Regions from separate parts of the Mus musculus genome. Here all the other regions are linked to region 1. Evidence: chromatin contacts called from public HiChIP or PLAC-seq and promoter capture Hi-C data. All regions are on one chromosome and are shown on one strand. The core of a region is the stretch at or near the end of the contact, and the rest is flanking DNA. Distances in the headings are between cores, read along the strand shown. Region 1 has its middle 2.7 kb from the start of Gm40349. Region 2 holds the start of Tsc22d4 (TSC22 domain family, member 4). Region 3 holds the start of Ppp1r35 (protein phosphatase 1, regulatory subunit 35).

What was found. Promoter capture Hi-C pulls out the DNA fragments that hold promoters and counts their contacts. HiChIP or PLAC-seq counts read pairs in DNA pulled down with a chosen protein or histone mark.
Region 2: a contact with region 1 is called in a promoter capture Hi-C map of liver, with 2.5 times the contacts expected there. The contact joins the promoter of Tsc22d4 here to the enhancer-like site in region 1. A contact is called at or near these places in 3 of 39 promoter capture datasets (hippocampal neurons and liver) and 3 of 115 datasets of contacts at active chromatin or transcription factors (craniofacial prominence, large pre-B cells and pancreatic cancer cells).
Region 3: an H3K27ac HiChIP or PLAC-seq map of acute myeloid leukemia shows a contact between it and region 1, with 4 times the contacts expected there. The contact joins the promoter of Ppp1r35 here to the enhancer-like site in region 1. A contact is called at or near these places in 3 of 39 promoter capture datasets (liver and pre-B cells), 1 of 115 datasets of contacts at active chromatin or transcription factors (acute myeloid leukemia) and 1 of 9 other capture datasets (pancreatic islet).

The regions. Positions count from the first base shown.
Region 1 is chr5:137,187,050-137,191,225 of GRCm38.p6, forward strand. It overlaps the pseudogene Gm20768. Among named protein-coding and RNA genes, the nearest start is that of Gm40349, 2.7 kb to the left of the region's middle. Within about 2 kb of position 2,597, at least 85 of the 459 cell types and tissues checked have an H3K27ac peak or open chromatin away from gene starts, as enhancers often do. A contact at or near this core is called in acute myeloid leukemia and pancreatic islet, where this site is marked.
Region 2 is chr5:137,743,604-137,748,217 of GRCm38.p6, forward strand. Tsc22d4 (TSC22 domain family, member 4) reads left to right here and starts at 2,366. Exons shown (of 5, transcript NM_023910.6): 1 at 2,366-2,811; 2 at 3,245-4,256. The coding sequence starts at 3,513.
Region 3 is chr5:137,777,375-137,781,952 of GRCm38.p6, forward strand. Ppp1r35 (protein phosphatase 1, regulatory subunit 35) reads left to right here and starts at 1,530. Exons shown (of 4, transcript NM_027242.5): 1 at 1,530-1,847; 2 at 1,928-2,171; 3 at 2,252-2,388; 4 at 2,480-2,733. The coding sequence starts at 1,620. The coding sequence ends at 2,653. Mepce (methylphosphate capping enzyme) reads right to left here. Exons shown (of 4, transcript NM_144913.3): 4 at 4,532-4,578.

The DNA of each region.
Region 1 (4,176 bases), core at 1,347-3,846:
TTTTTCCCCTGTTATTATTTGAGCTATTATGATCATGACTTTTAGAGTACGTTCTTTTCTCACCCTCAGAATTTTCTTTTCTGTGTGAACTCTTACTTTCTTGGCGTCTATATTTTTCTTTGTTTCTACTTTGACTTTCTTCTCTCTCTGAGCTCCGGGAATCCCTCCTTCTCCTCCTCCTATCTTTACTTCTCGATCGTCCTCCTGTTCTCTGTATCTATGGTACTCCTTGCTTCTGCTGTGATCTCTGTCATGGCTTCTGGACTGCACTCTTCTGCTCCTGTCCCTACTCCTGCTTCGCTCCCTTGTTCTACTGTTGTAACTGTGTTTACTTTTAGTCAGATCCCGTTCTCTACTCCTGGACTGTGCACGTCTATCCTTTTCTTTACTTTTGCTATGGTCATGTTCATTACTTTTTTGTTCTACCTGTTTGGAGTTCTCTTTGCTTCTACTCCTTTCCTGATCTTTCCCTTTAAGATCCAGTGGTTTTTCTGTTTCTTTAGTAGTCTCGTGATCCCTTTCTTTACTTCTTGACCTCACCCTCTTGTCTTCGTGTCTGCTGTGCTTCGAGTCTCGCTCCTTACTCTTGGATCTCTCTTTGCTCTTGCTCCTACTCTTGGATTTGCCTCTTTTCTTCACTTTGTTTTTGTTCTATTTATCATCTTTTTCAGACATGTGTCTGTGATCTGTTATTTTTTTCTCTTTTACTCTAACTGGGCTCCTTTGATTTTCTTATATTTCATTTAACTCACTCTTATCCCCTTTGATCCATCTTTCACCACTTGACACCCTCATTCTCTGAGCTCTCTGCATCTCTTGTCTCCAATGTGGAGGAGTCTCACTTCGTTTGAATCGATCCCTCGATCTGGATCTGGAAGAAGTTCGATAACGCCTCGGTCCTCTTCCTTTAATTTTCCTGCCAGACCTAGTAACTAAGAATCGTCGCTGGTGGGCTGGTGAGATGGCTCAGTGGGTAAGAGCACCCGACTGCTCTTCCGAAGGTCCAGAGTTCGAATCCCAGCAACCACATGGTGGCTCACAACCATCCGTAACAAGATCTGACTCCCTCTTCTGGTGTGTCTGAAGACAGCTACAGTGTACTTACATATAATAATAAAATAAATAAAATTTAAAAAAAAAATGGCTCATAAGATCTTTAAAAAAAAAAAAAAAAAAAAAAAAAAGAATCGTCGCTGGTATGAAGCAGGCTGGGAGTTAGGTGGGATTTCTCTCTCTCTCTCTCTCTCTCTCTCTCTCTCTGTTTTTCCTCTCCTTGTCATCGGCTTTAGGAGGACTTTTTCTCATTAAAAATCTATTTTCTGGTATAGGAGGGATCTCTTCTGGACAGAGAGTAGACTGGGGCTGTGCATCAACATTTTCTGCTTCACTTTCAGATGGGCTTTTCTTGCTTTTCTTTCGCTTCTTCTTCTTATGCTTTCGAGAATTTTTCCTATGTTTCTTTTTCCTCTTTCTGGATTTTTCTTCAGAAGCACTTTCAGAATCAGAAGACTCGGAGGAGGACGGAGAATCGGGTGAGCTATCTGAGTCACTGGTTGGGGGGGGGGGGGAAACTTATGCCTTTTCTTTTCTTCTTTCTTAACCTTAGACATCGGAATCAGCTCTCCACAACTGAGTATCCGAACTTCAGCAAATGGTTTGCTAGCAGCATCTGTTTTCTTGTTTTCAATCTCTCTCACAACTTCCTGACCAGAGATCACTTGCCCAAAAACAACATGGTGCCCATCTAAATGAGGAGTTGGTTTTGTTGCTATAAAGAACTGAGAACTATTTGTATCCTTTCCTCTGTTGGCCATTGATAAGAGAAACTCTTTGCTGAGTTTAACAGCAAAACTCTCATCTTCAAAGAATCCTCCATAAATAGATTCTCCTCCTCTTCTATTCCCTTCACTGAAGTCACCACCCTGAACCATGAAATCCTTGACAACTCTATGAAAGAGACAGCTCTTATAATGTAATGGCTTCTGAGTTGATTTCCCTGTCCCTTTTCCACCTGTACAAAGGCAGCGAAAGTTCTCACATGTTTTGGGATATACACTGGGAAAATAATTCAAAGACAACTCTTCTAGCAGGTTGATTATTAATGGCAATGTAAAAAAAAAAAAAACAAAACAAAAACAAAAACAAAAAAAAAAAAAAACCATCGAGGACGCTGGACCTTTATCCCCATGGTTCCAACACTTCAGTCTTTAAGTTGGGGGAAACAATAAAAACCAAAAATCCACCAAGGATGCCCGAGCCAATTGTTTTGCTCCACGCCGCAGCGCTCCTTCTCTGGGTTCCGAAGCCTCCAACACGAACCTAGCTCCTGGGAGCCAGGCCGCCGTCGCTGCGGCCATATTACAGCTTGTGCGGCAAAATGCGTCAGGGAGGAGGTGTGCGCCCGAGCACGGAGGGCAGGGGCTGGAGAGGAAGAGCCGCTTCCTTCGCCCCCGGGCTCGGCAGCAAGCCGCTGGGCCACCACCGGGCCCCAGGCCGCGCCGCGATCCCCGGGGCCACCCCTCCGAGCCCGAGCAGCCCAGAGACCTCAACGGAAACACGGTTACCTCCGCCCAGAGGCCCGCCGCGGCTCCGCCCCGCAGCACCATTTCTTATATCACATCTGCAGCAGCCAATCTTCACTGTCAGCTTGTCTGGATTTGGAATCATCTAGACACACCTAGACTCTTTCGGGTCCATCTTTGAGGGTGTTTCCAGAGAATTATAGATCAGGAGGGAAAGCCAACCCCGGGTATGGGCGGTACCATCCCACTGGCTGGGATCCCAGATGGAATAAAAGAAACTGTTCTTTCCTAAAGTTGCTGCTGTCAGGTCATTTGTCATAGCAACAACAACAACAACAACAACAACAACAACAACAACAACAACAACCAAGTAGGCTGTGGACATTTCTTAGTCAGCAAAATGTTTGCAGCTTAAGCAGTAGGACCTGAGTTTGGGTGCTGAGCATCTACATGAAAAGCCAGGTGTGGTAAAACACATCCTTAGTCCTGGCCCTGGGGAGACAGAACAAAAGGATGCTAAGGCCTTACTGTACAATCTAGTCAAAGCAGGAAGCTCCGTGCTTAGCAAGAGACTCTGTCTTAATATGTGTAGCTTAATCTTCTTGTGGAACTCCTAACAGAAGGAGTTGGGGGTATATCTGACTCTTCTGCCTGCTTTCCGTCCTACTGGGTTGCCTCATCCAGCATTAAAACAAGGGGAGGCACCTAATCCTATTACAACGTGATACACCATGTTTGGTTGATATCCCTGGGAGACCTGCTGTTTTCTGAAGGGAAATGAAAAGAGAGGAAATGGGAGTGCGAGGGGAGGATGGAGTGGAAACTGTAGTCAGAATATACCTTAATGTGAGACAAGAGTAAATTTTAAAAGTTAAAACAACAACAACAAACTTTTTAAAAGTGGGAAGTGATTGAGGAAGATCTCTATGCTAACCTCTGCCTCCTACAGACCTTTTCTCCCTCTCCTTCTCTCTTACACACACACACACACACACACACACACACACACACACACACACACCACGCGTATTCACAGAGAGAGTATCTGATATGGATGGGAATAGAATATCCGACTCCCATTCATCCACACAAGAATGAGCTGGATATATGACTCAGTGGTAGAGCCCCTGCCTAGAATACCTCAGTGAGGGGCAGGGGGCGTGGCTCAGTGGTAGAACTCCTGCCTAGAATCCCCCAGTGAGGGGCTGGAGGTGTGGCTCAGTGGTAGAGTCCCTGCCTAGAATCCCCCAGTGAGGGGCTGGGGGCGTGGCTCAGTGATAGAGCCCCTGACTAGAATCCCCCAGTGAGGGGCTGGGGGTGTGGCTCAGTGGTAGAGCTCCTGCCTAGAATCCCACAGTGAGGGGGCTAGGGGCGTGGCTCAGTGGTAGAGCCCCAGCCTAGAACCCCCCAGTGAGGGACTGGGGGCGTGGCTCAGTGGCAGAGCACTTTTTTTCTATCATAAATGAAGCCCTAGATTCAATTCCCAGTACTCTAAATAAAATAAAACAAAAACCCAACGAGAAAACCAACAGTAATCTGTCAGTCTTTTTCATGAATTGACAATTCATGACTTATAATTTCTAAAACCGTAAGCATTATTTTACCCTCTACCTGAATCGCACTGATTGGTCTTGGCACAGCTGCTGTGATAACT
Region 2 (4,614 bases), core at 1,116-3,615, 560 kb after region 1:
AAGCAAGGAGTCTAGGTATTCCCATAGAATCCTAATTCTGCCTTAGAAAAATAATGGAATGCCTCTGAGCCTCAGTTTCTTTCATCGAATATCTGCATTCATGCCATTGTTCTTCCCTATGGGATAAGGTGAAGGCTTAAATTTTTATTTTATTATTTATTTATTTATTGCAGAATCTTAAGTAGCCCAGGCTAGCCTCTTATTCACTATGTCCCAAGACTAACCCTTCAGGTAGTTTGCTGATGCTAGAGATGGAATCCAGGGCTTTATATATGAGGTAAGCACTCTACTAAACTATATTCCCAGCCCAACCAAGGGTTCTTTCTTCCTTTTTTCCCCTCCTGTCTGTCTGTCTGTCTGTTACTGTTGAAGCAGGATCTCATGTAGCTGAGGCTGGCCTTGAACTCTTCAGCCTCCTGCTTCTATGCCACCTCCCATGATCTGGGACTATAGGCATGTACATGCACTGCCACAGCCAGCTAGGATTTTTAAAATATACCTAAGAACATACCTAAGAACAGTTCTTTTTTTTTTTTTTTTTTTTTTTTTTGTTTTTCGAGACAGGGTTTCTCTGTGTAGCCCTGGCTGTCCTGGAACTCACTCTGCAGACCAGGCTGGCCTCGAACTCAGAAATCCGCCTGCCTCTGCCTCCCAAGTGCTGGGATTAAAGGCGTGCGCCACCACGCCCGGCTCTAAGAACAGTTCTGTTTGAGGAAAATTAATTAGAACCTATTTCCTTCCAAACCCATGAGTGACACCAGATGCTGCCTTTAGATCCTGCTTTGGCTGAAAGATTCTTGCCCAGAATGCCAGTATGGGTGCCAAGAAAGAAAAATGGCAGTTGGGAGTTCGCTTTTTTTCTTGCCAGTTGCAGAATAGACCCTTTATGTGTGTGCAGATTCTCCTTCATAATGATGAAGGGATAATATGGGACAGGTGGGAGAGGGCTGGAGATGGGAAAGAGCTGGTCTGTAGCCAGCTGGGATTGGTTCTCAGGTATACGCACGGGGTAGTTGTGTGGACATGGGTGTGTGTCCAAGCACTTGGGGAAGCAGAAGTGAGCAACTTCATCTTCCCATCTACCTAAGTGTTTATATGAGGGACAAAGATGAGAAGGTAGCAATGCCTGTTCTGGGCTGAGGAGTGGCTCAGCAGGTAAAAGTTCTTGCTACTCAAGCATGAGGACCTGAGTTCAAATCTTCAGTAGCCACATGAGAAGCCAGGCATAACCATGTGTGCCTATAACCTCAGTGTTGTGGAGAATAGATGTAGAATTATTGGGGCTTGCTGGATGCCTACCAAGCTATGCATTCAATGAGAGACCCTGAGTAGGACACCCAGTGTGGTCCTGTGGCTAACAAACACACACAAGTGTGTGCAACTACTCATTCATGTGCACACACACGCCACACACATGTCTACCCTACCACCAACAGCCTTCTTGGATAGTTTGCTTTCTCCAATTTTCCCTTTTTAAGAGAGGGAAACACCGTATCAGAGATTTGATTTCATATACTGGAGCAGGAGCAGGATAGACAGGATGGCTCAGTGGGTAAAGGGCCTTACCACCAAACCGGATGGTTGGCACTATTCCATCCTTGGACCCACATAGTGGAAGAGAAAACTGACTCCTTCAAGTTGACCTCCAGATCTACACATACATACATTCACAGTAAAAAAAAAAAAAAAAAAAAAAAAAAAAAAAAAAAATTCAAATATTGCAGCAAAATCCGAGAAAAGATATTGGAGGAATAAAACACGTTTGGGTACAGCTGATACTTGTTACAAGTCCATGATGGCGTGTATGGGCGTTCATTCTCCTAGTTCCTCTACTTTAGGGCATGTTTGAAAATTTTCATAGCCGCTCGCTTTTGAAAACAGAGTGGGGAAAGGAGTTTCTCGTGAATTTACGGTGAAAACCAGAGACGCTGTGACAAATCACAGCCAGTGGGTCACATTGACTATGTATTTATGGACAGTCAGGTACCCAGAACATGTCTGGCACGTTCCTTGAGACTCTTTTGGAGAACCTGCAAAAGCCTACAAGTAAGGGAATCCCTGGCCTCCCGCAGGCTCCTCCTCTTTTTCTCCGCCCTCATGCCCCTCCCTCCGAGGAAGAGTTGCCTGGAACCTGGCAGGTGTAGGGTTAAAGCAACCAGTTTGGGACCCGCAGCGGCAGAAGCTGCAGCAGCAACAGCAGCAGCTACAGCAGCAACTGTAGGCTGCGGCTGCGGCTGCGGCTGTGGCAGGCCTGGCTCCGGGCCAGCTGGCAGGGAGCCTTAGGAGGGAGGAGGGAGGAGGGAGGAGGAAGAGGGGAAGGAGGAGGAGAGGAGCAGTGAGCAGGCCCGAGAAGGCAGGACTTCCTGGTGTGGGGGTTGTCAACAGCCCAGAAAGAGAGCCAGAGACCCAGACCGAGACGGAGCGGAGCTGAGGAGCTGAGAGATACATCCAGTGGGGCCACGTGGGAGGAGCCTTGAGAGAGAGCCACTCAAGGGACTGGAGCCAGCGGGGGGCTGAGCCGCCCCCTCCCACAGCAACAGGGAAGACCCGTGGAGTGTTAACCGAGGCTGCGCCTGGGCTCCCCCGTGGAAGCGCTGGTTTCTTCTCGTCTCAACTGCAAACTTTCCACCGAGATGCCTCGCAGAGTGAGATGCGGACGCCAGAGAACACTGGGTAGCCCTTGATTGCTGCCTGCCGTGGCCTGCTCTAGGCCGCCTTAGGATTTAAAAAAAAAAGAGAGAGAGAGAGAGAGAGAGATCTTAGTCCCCCAGGTCTTCTCTCCAGCTCAGCTCGGTGGCCGAGGCCCGAGAGGTAGGTAGTTCTCCCGGGCTGGGCGGGGCGCTTGGCTTGGCGGGCAGTGCCTAACCAGCGATGGGGGAACTGGAATGGGGGTGGGGTGGGCTTGAGGCCCGGCAGAGGCCTCAGGGTGGCCCTTTCAGGGGAGGAGCCGATTCACCCCTGTGCCCCTGGCCATGGAGATACGTGTTGGGGACGAGTTTGGATCTCAAGCATGAAATGTCCAACTTTGGGTCCCAGCTGCTTCTTCCTGTTGTGGGTGTTCTGAATTCTGTCCCCTCTGCTCCGGTCTGTCATTTCTACTTGTCTCTGGGTCTCTAGTGGCTTTCTTCTTCCTCCCTCCAGTCGGCTCCCCCGAGAGGAAGCCCCGGAGGTGGTTTGGCCCCTGCTTTTTCTTTTGCTCACGTACACACACTCTCGCTCACTTTCTGTCTCTTTCTTTTTCCAGTTTGCAAGCTCAGCTTTGGGGTTTCAGCGGCGACAGCAGCAGGAAAAACCTGCCCCTGCCCCCCCCTCCTGCCACCTCCCCTCTGTACTCCAGTCACTAACCAGGCACCCCCAAGTTCCCACAAGGCCCTCCTGCCATGTCGGACCCAGACGTCCCCAGGGGCCCCGATGTCCCTGCCATGTGGCCCCCTTGTTCCAGAGGTGCCTGAGCCCCTCTCCAGGAGCCCAGCCCCTCCCCCACCCGAGCCCAGTCCGGAGCCCCAGGGACCATGAGTGGTGGTAAGAAGAAAAGTAGTTTTCAGATCACCAGCGTCACCACGGACTATGAGGGCCCAGGAAGCCCAGGGGCTTCGGATTCCCCTGTCCCACCGGCTCTCGCTGGGCCCCCGCCCCGCCTCCCCAATGGGGACCCCAACCCTGATCCAGGGGGCAGGGGCACCCCCCGGAATGGCTCTCCGCCACCTGGAGCCCCTGCCTCCCGTTTCCGGGTGGTGAAGCTGCCCCAAGGTTTGGGAGAGCCTTATCGTCGAGGTCGGTGGACGTGTGTGGATGTTTACGAGAGAGATCTGGAGCCTCCAAGCTTCGGTCGGCTTCTGGAGGGCATTCGAGGGGCCTCTGGAGGCACCGGAGGCAGATCATTGGATTCTAGGTTGGAGCTGGCTAGTTTGGGCATAAGCACCCCTATCCCGCAGCCAGGCCTGTCTCAGGGCCCCACCTCTTGGCTCCGCCCGCCCCCTACTTCTCCTGGACCACAGGCCCGCTCCTTCACAGGGGGGCTGGGCCAGCTGGCAGGACCTGGCAAGGCTAAGGTGGAGACACCCCCGCTGTCAGCATCTCCACCCCAGCAGCGCCCCCCAGGGCCTGGGACTGGAGATAGTGCTCAGACCCTGCCCTCTCTGAGGGTAGAAGTGGAGTCTGGGGGTTCAGCAGCCGCAACCCCTCCACTGTCACGGAGAAGAGATGGAGCAGTTCGGCTGAGGATGGAGTTAGTTGCTCCAGCGGAGACAGGAAAGGTAAGAGATGGGTTCATGGGGGCGGGGCGGGACCTACTGTACTCAGGCGGCTGACCTATATCCTGGGCCTCCTCCCCTCAGTTTCCGTCCTGCCGGCCCACCCCTTATCACCTGTCTGTTGGATAGGCATAAAGTCCCCTCTCCCTTTTTGCAATTTGTACTCTGAAATCTTTTTTCTCTCCCAGCCTTTCTTTATTCTGAATACACATGCACCCTCCCTTCCTTCCTTCCTTCCTTCCTTCCTTCCTTCCTTCCTTCCTTCCTTCCTTCCTTCCTTCCGTTTTTCCTTTCCATCTCTTTTCTTTTTTCTTTTCTCTCCTTTTTCTGTGGCCTTCACATTGTTGCCCTTGGCCTATGT
Region 3 (4,578 bases), core at 280-2,779, 590 kb after region 1:
AGTCTTTTTGAAAAGTACAAACAGCTTCCCCAGCCCAAAGGCTGACTCCTCCGAGGTCTGTAGCAGACGTGGCCTCTCTGCTCCGACCTGATGTTCCCAGCTGGGTGTTTGAGAGATAACCTTGATTTATGATTGTCTGTGTTCCTTGTTCATGTAAGAACTTTATGACCCCATTACCATATTTGGGTGTGGTATTTGGGGAGATCTGAATTTGTTTCTGGACTATAGTCGCTCTCCTTTTGGTTTCACCAGAAATGATCTTATTACCTTTAAGGTTCCAGCTGTGTTTTGCATTATAAGGAGAAACCCTCTTAGTCACAGGAGTTACAGGCTTATCCAAATGCAGACTCCGAGTACTGGTCACCTGCCTTCACAACCATCAGCATTAGCTGCCGGCTTTCTTTTAATGCGTATGTGCTAAATGAATGCTGCACATCTGTGTGTGTAGGTGCAGTCTCCCCATTTATGTGTGTGTGTGTAGAGGCCAGAAATGAACATCAAGGTGTCTTCCTCTATCACTGCCCACCTTATTTGTTAAGGCAGGGACTCGATGTGAGCCTGGAGCTCCATGTTTTGGCTAGGTTGGCTGGCCATTGAGCCCCGGGGGTTATTGGGTTTTACACAGATGCAGACGCAGGGGATCCAAACTCAGATTCTTTCTTATTCGTTCCTTTCCTTTGTTTTTGCTTTTCAAGACAGGGTTTCTCTGTGTAGCCCTGACTGTCCTGGAACTCACTCCGTAGACCAGGCTGGCTTCGAACTCAGAAATCCGCCTGCCTCTGCCTCCCAAGTGCTGGGATTAAAGGCGTGTGCCACCACGGCCCAGCTGCTTCTAACTCCTAAGCCGTCATTGCTTTTTAAAAATGTCTCTGTGTGTTGTGTGTATGTGGTGGTGTGGTTTGGTGGACTGAGAGACTAGGATGTGGATTTTCCTTAGTCTAAGTGTGCATCAGAGGACAACAGAAAGGAGTCAGTTCTCTCCTTCCACCACGTGTGACCCTGGAATTGTCAGTCTTGATGGCAATCGCCTTTACCCTCTGAACCAACCCCCAGGATATGGATTTAAAATTAAGGCAATATTCCGTCAATTCCCTTAGTACTTCCTTATGCAAATATCAGAATCCAGGGATTTTGCAACGAATCTGCTTCCACGTACAGGGAAGATTTGATCGGCGTTCAAAAATGACCAAAACCTTCAGGAAGGGGGGTGGGGGCGCCACTCGGGACCTCTAGATGCGAGAGCAGCGAGGATATTGTTACAGTGAAAGAGGACTAACGCTTTAATCCCAGAACAAATGAGCATTAGAGTCTGACAGGCAAAGACGCCACACCCCCGTTCCCTAAGGAAAAGTAGTCTAGATAGGAATCCGTAGAGTACCTAGGGCACCGTCGCTCTAACGCCCCGCCTTAAAGGCGAAGTTAGCGTGTGAGGGCGGAAGTGCGTCCGGAAGCTGGAGGGCGGAGCGGTGGGAATGACGTCCAGGAGCGCCAATGGAGTGGCGCGGCGGGCGTGTCTTACTCCGGTGGGTAAGGGCTAACGGTTTCCGGTAGTGGTAGCCCCGGAGGGTGGGAGAAAAGAGGAGACCCCGCGTCCTGAAACCCCGAGCCTTTAGAACAAGATGATGGGCTTCGGGGCGTCTGCGTTAGAGTCCATTGAAGGCGAAGAGGCCCTGGAGGTCCCGGGGCCACCCCCGGAGCCGCGAGCCCCGGAACCCCGAGCCCCAGAGCCCGAGCCGGGCTTGGACTTGAGCCTTAGCCCGAGCCCGCTGCCCGAAAGTCCGAAGGCGCGGAAGAGCAGCCCGGGTCAGCGGAAGGGGCGGCGGGGCGGTAGCCGGAGGGGGCGGCAGGTGAGCGGCGTGAAGGCCCGGCCCCCCGCCCGCCGAGCGCCCCGGGATCTGCAGCTCACGGTTCCGCCCTCCACTCCCAGGTTCGTTTTCAACTGGCGCCGCCCTCCCCGGTGCGGTCCGAGCCGCTGCTGGTGGCCGGTGCACCGGGCGACGATCATGAGCTGGAGGCACCGGCCCTGCAGAGCAGCCTGGCTTTGAGTCTGGAGCTGCAGAACGCGCGCGCCGCTGTCGCCAGCGGCCAGTTTGATGCCTCCAAGGCGGTAGAGGAGCAGCTGAGAAAGTCGTTCCGGACCCGCTGTGCCCTGGAGGAGACCGTGGCGGAGGGTGAGGGGGGCAGGCGGCCGGCCGGGCGCGGTGGTCTGGGTGAAGGGCGATCCTCAGTCCCGCCTTCCCTGCGCTCGCAGGGTTGAACGTGCCGCGCTCTAAGCGACTCTACCGAGACCTGGTGAGTCTGCAGGTGCCCGAGGAGCAGGTACTGAACGCGGCGCTGAGGGAGAAGCTGGCGATGCTGCCACCGCAGCCCCGAGCCCCGCCCCTGAAGGTGAAGGAAGGGATGCAGGGACCTGGACATCCCTCTACCCCCTGGGCTCTCTTCCTCCACCTCGAGTGTAACCTGCTTCACCTTCCCATAGGAGGTGCTCGGGCCGGGCCCAGACATGACCATGCTGTGCAACCCAGATTCTCTGTGGTCCGAATCTCCGCACTTGACAGTGGATGGGCTGCCCCCACTAAGGCTTCAAGCCCGGCCCCGCCCTTCAGAAGATACCTTTCTCATGCATCGGATGCTGAGGCGCTGGGAAGCGTAGCCCTCATAACTCTGGAATGCTAGTCTGTAATTTTGTTAGTTTTTTTTTTTTTTATAATAGAATAAAATGTTTCCCCCCCTAAATTACCGAACTGTTCTTGGGAGTTTAGATAGGATTAAACTGCTTCAGGGTCTTCTACCCTTTTCCTGCCCCGACCCCCATGGCAAGTGGAAAGCACTGTCCCAAGTGTGGGGTCAGACCTTCCTCTCCATTTAAATCCCCAGCTTTAGTTATTAGAACTTGAGCCTTAGCCTGACACCGAGGCTCCAAGAATGTCCCAGCACTTGGGAGGCTGAGGCAGAAGGATTCTATGTCCAAGGACAGTCTGAGTTACACAAATTATTTTGATACGGTTTCAGGCAGGGTAGGTTCAGATGAGTGGTAGTACCTGGGGAAAGCATGTACAAAGCCCTAGGTTCAATCCCCAGAGTTGAGTGTGCAAGTGTGTAGTCAAACAGTAGTCAAAGTGTTTTAAATTCCACTTTGGCTGGGTGTGATGAACACTTGAGGTAGAGACAGAATCAGGAATTCCAGGCCAACCTAAGTTACCAAGTAACTGTGTCAAAACAACACTGCACACATACTGCTCTAGTTGTACAAACTATTATTTGTCTCTCTACATAGCTCTGGTTGTCTTGGAACTCATTATGTAGTCCGAGCTGATCTTAAACTCAGGAGACTTGCCTGTCTCTGCTTTCTGAGTGCTGGGACTAAAGGCATGTACCACTATACCTGGCTATTCAAATACTTCTGAGTAAAAAGTACTTACCCCAAATGTGGGTTTTAACACTTAATGATTGCTTCAAAGGAGACTGCTGGCTTCCATTCTTGTTGGGGACTAACAGGAGAGTGCTCAGTGTTTGTTCAAGGTTCCAGCTGCTCTTGACAAACTAATCAAGACCTTCATTTTGTAAAACATCCAAGCATCTCATTCCACCAAGGGTCCTGTAGCAGGTTTGTGGCTCTGGGCTATTAACTTTCTGGTTCCATTTTACCTCCACTGCCACCCACCCCTAAAGTTAGCCTGCCTCAAACTTCCATACACAAACACTTATCTGGAGTTTTCTTTTTTTTTTTGGTTTTTCGAGACAGGGTTTCTCTGTGTAGCCCTGGCTGTCCTGGAGCTCACTCTGTAGACCAGGCTGGCCTCGAAATCCGCCTGCCTCTGCCTCCCGAGTGCTGGGATTAAAGGCGTGCGCCACCACGCCCGGCTGGAGTTTTCTTTTGAGGAAGGTAATTTGGACCCACTACCATCTTAAGCATTGTGTAAGGGTACTGTACTGTCTAGTTTCTATCAACCTTGATGCAAGCTAGTCACCAGGAGGGAGCCTCAACTGAGAAAATGCTCTATGAGACAGTAGGCAAGCCTACAGAACATTTTAATTAGTAGTTGATGAGAAGGCCTGGCTCATTGTGGGTGGGGCCATCCCTGTGCTGGTGGTCCTGGGGTCTATAAGAAAGGCTGAGTAAGCCACAGGGGTAATTGAGTCAGCACCCCTTGATGTCTTTTACATGAGCCTTCTGGTCCTTGCCTTCCCCTGAGATGTGGAAGCATAAGCTGAGTAAACCTCTTCCCCAACTTTCTTTGGTCATGGTGTTTCACAGCAATAGTAACCCTAAGACAGGCACTAACAGTCTTCAAAACTAAACTATTGACTTCCCCAACGCTTACCTCTTTGAGACACTGAATCACTATGCAGTCAACCCAGGCCGGCCTCACACCTTGAGATCTTGCCTGTCTCTGCATCCCAAGTGCTGGCATAAAAAGGCCTATGTCCCACCACACCCAATAAAAACCACCCTAGAGGGACTAGGACGGGCAAAGGGAGAACATAGTCCTACTCGGAGGTACTACCGCTAGAAAGTGCTGGACACAGGTGCGGGGGCCACTGCCCTAGTTATCAAGTTTATTGTGCTGTTCTCAC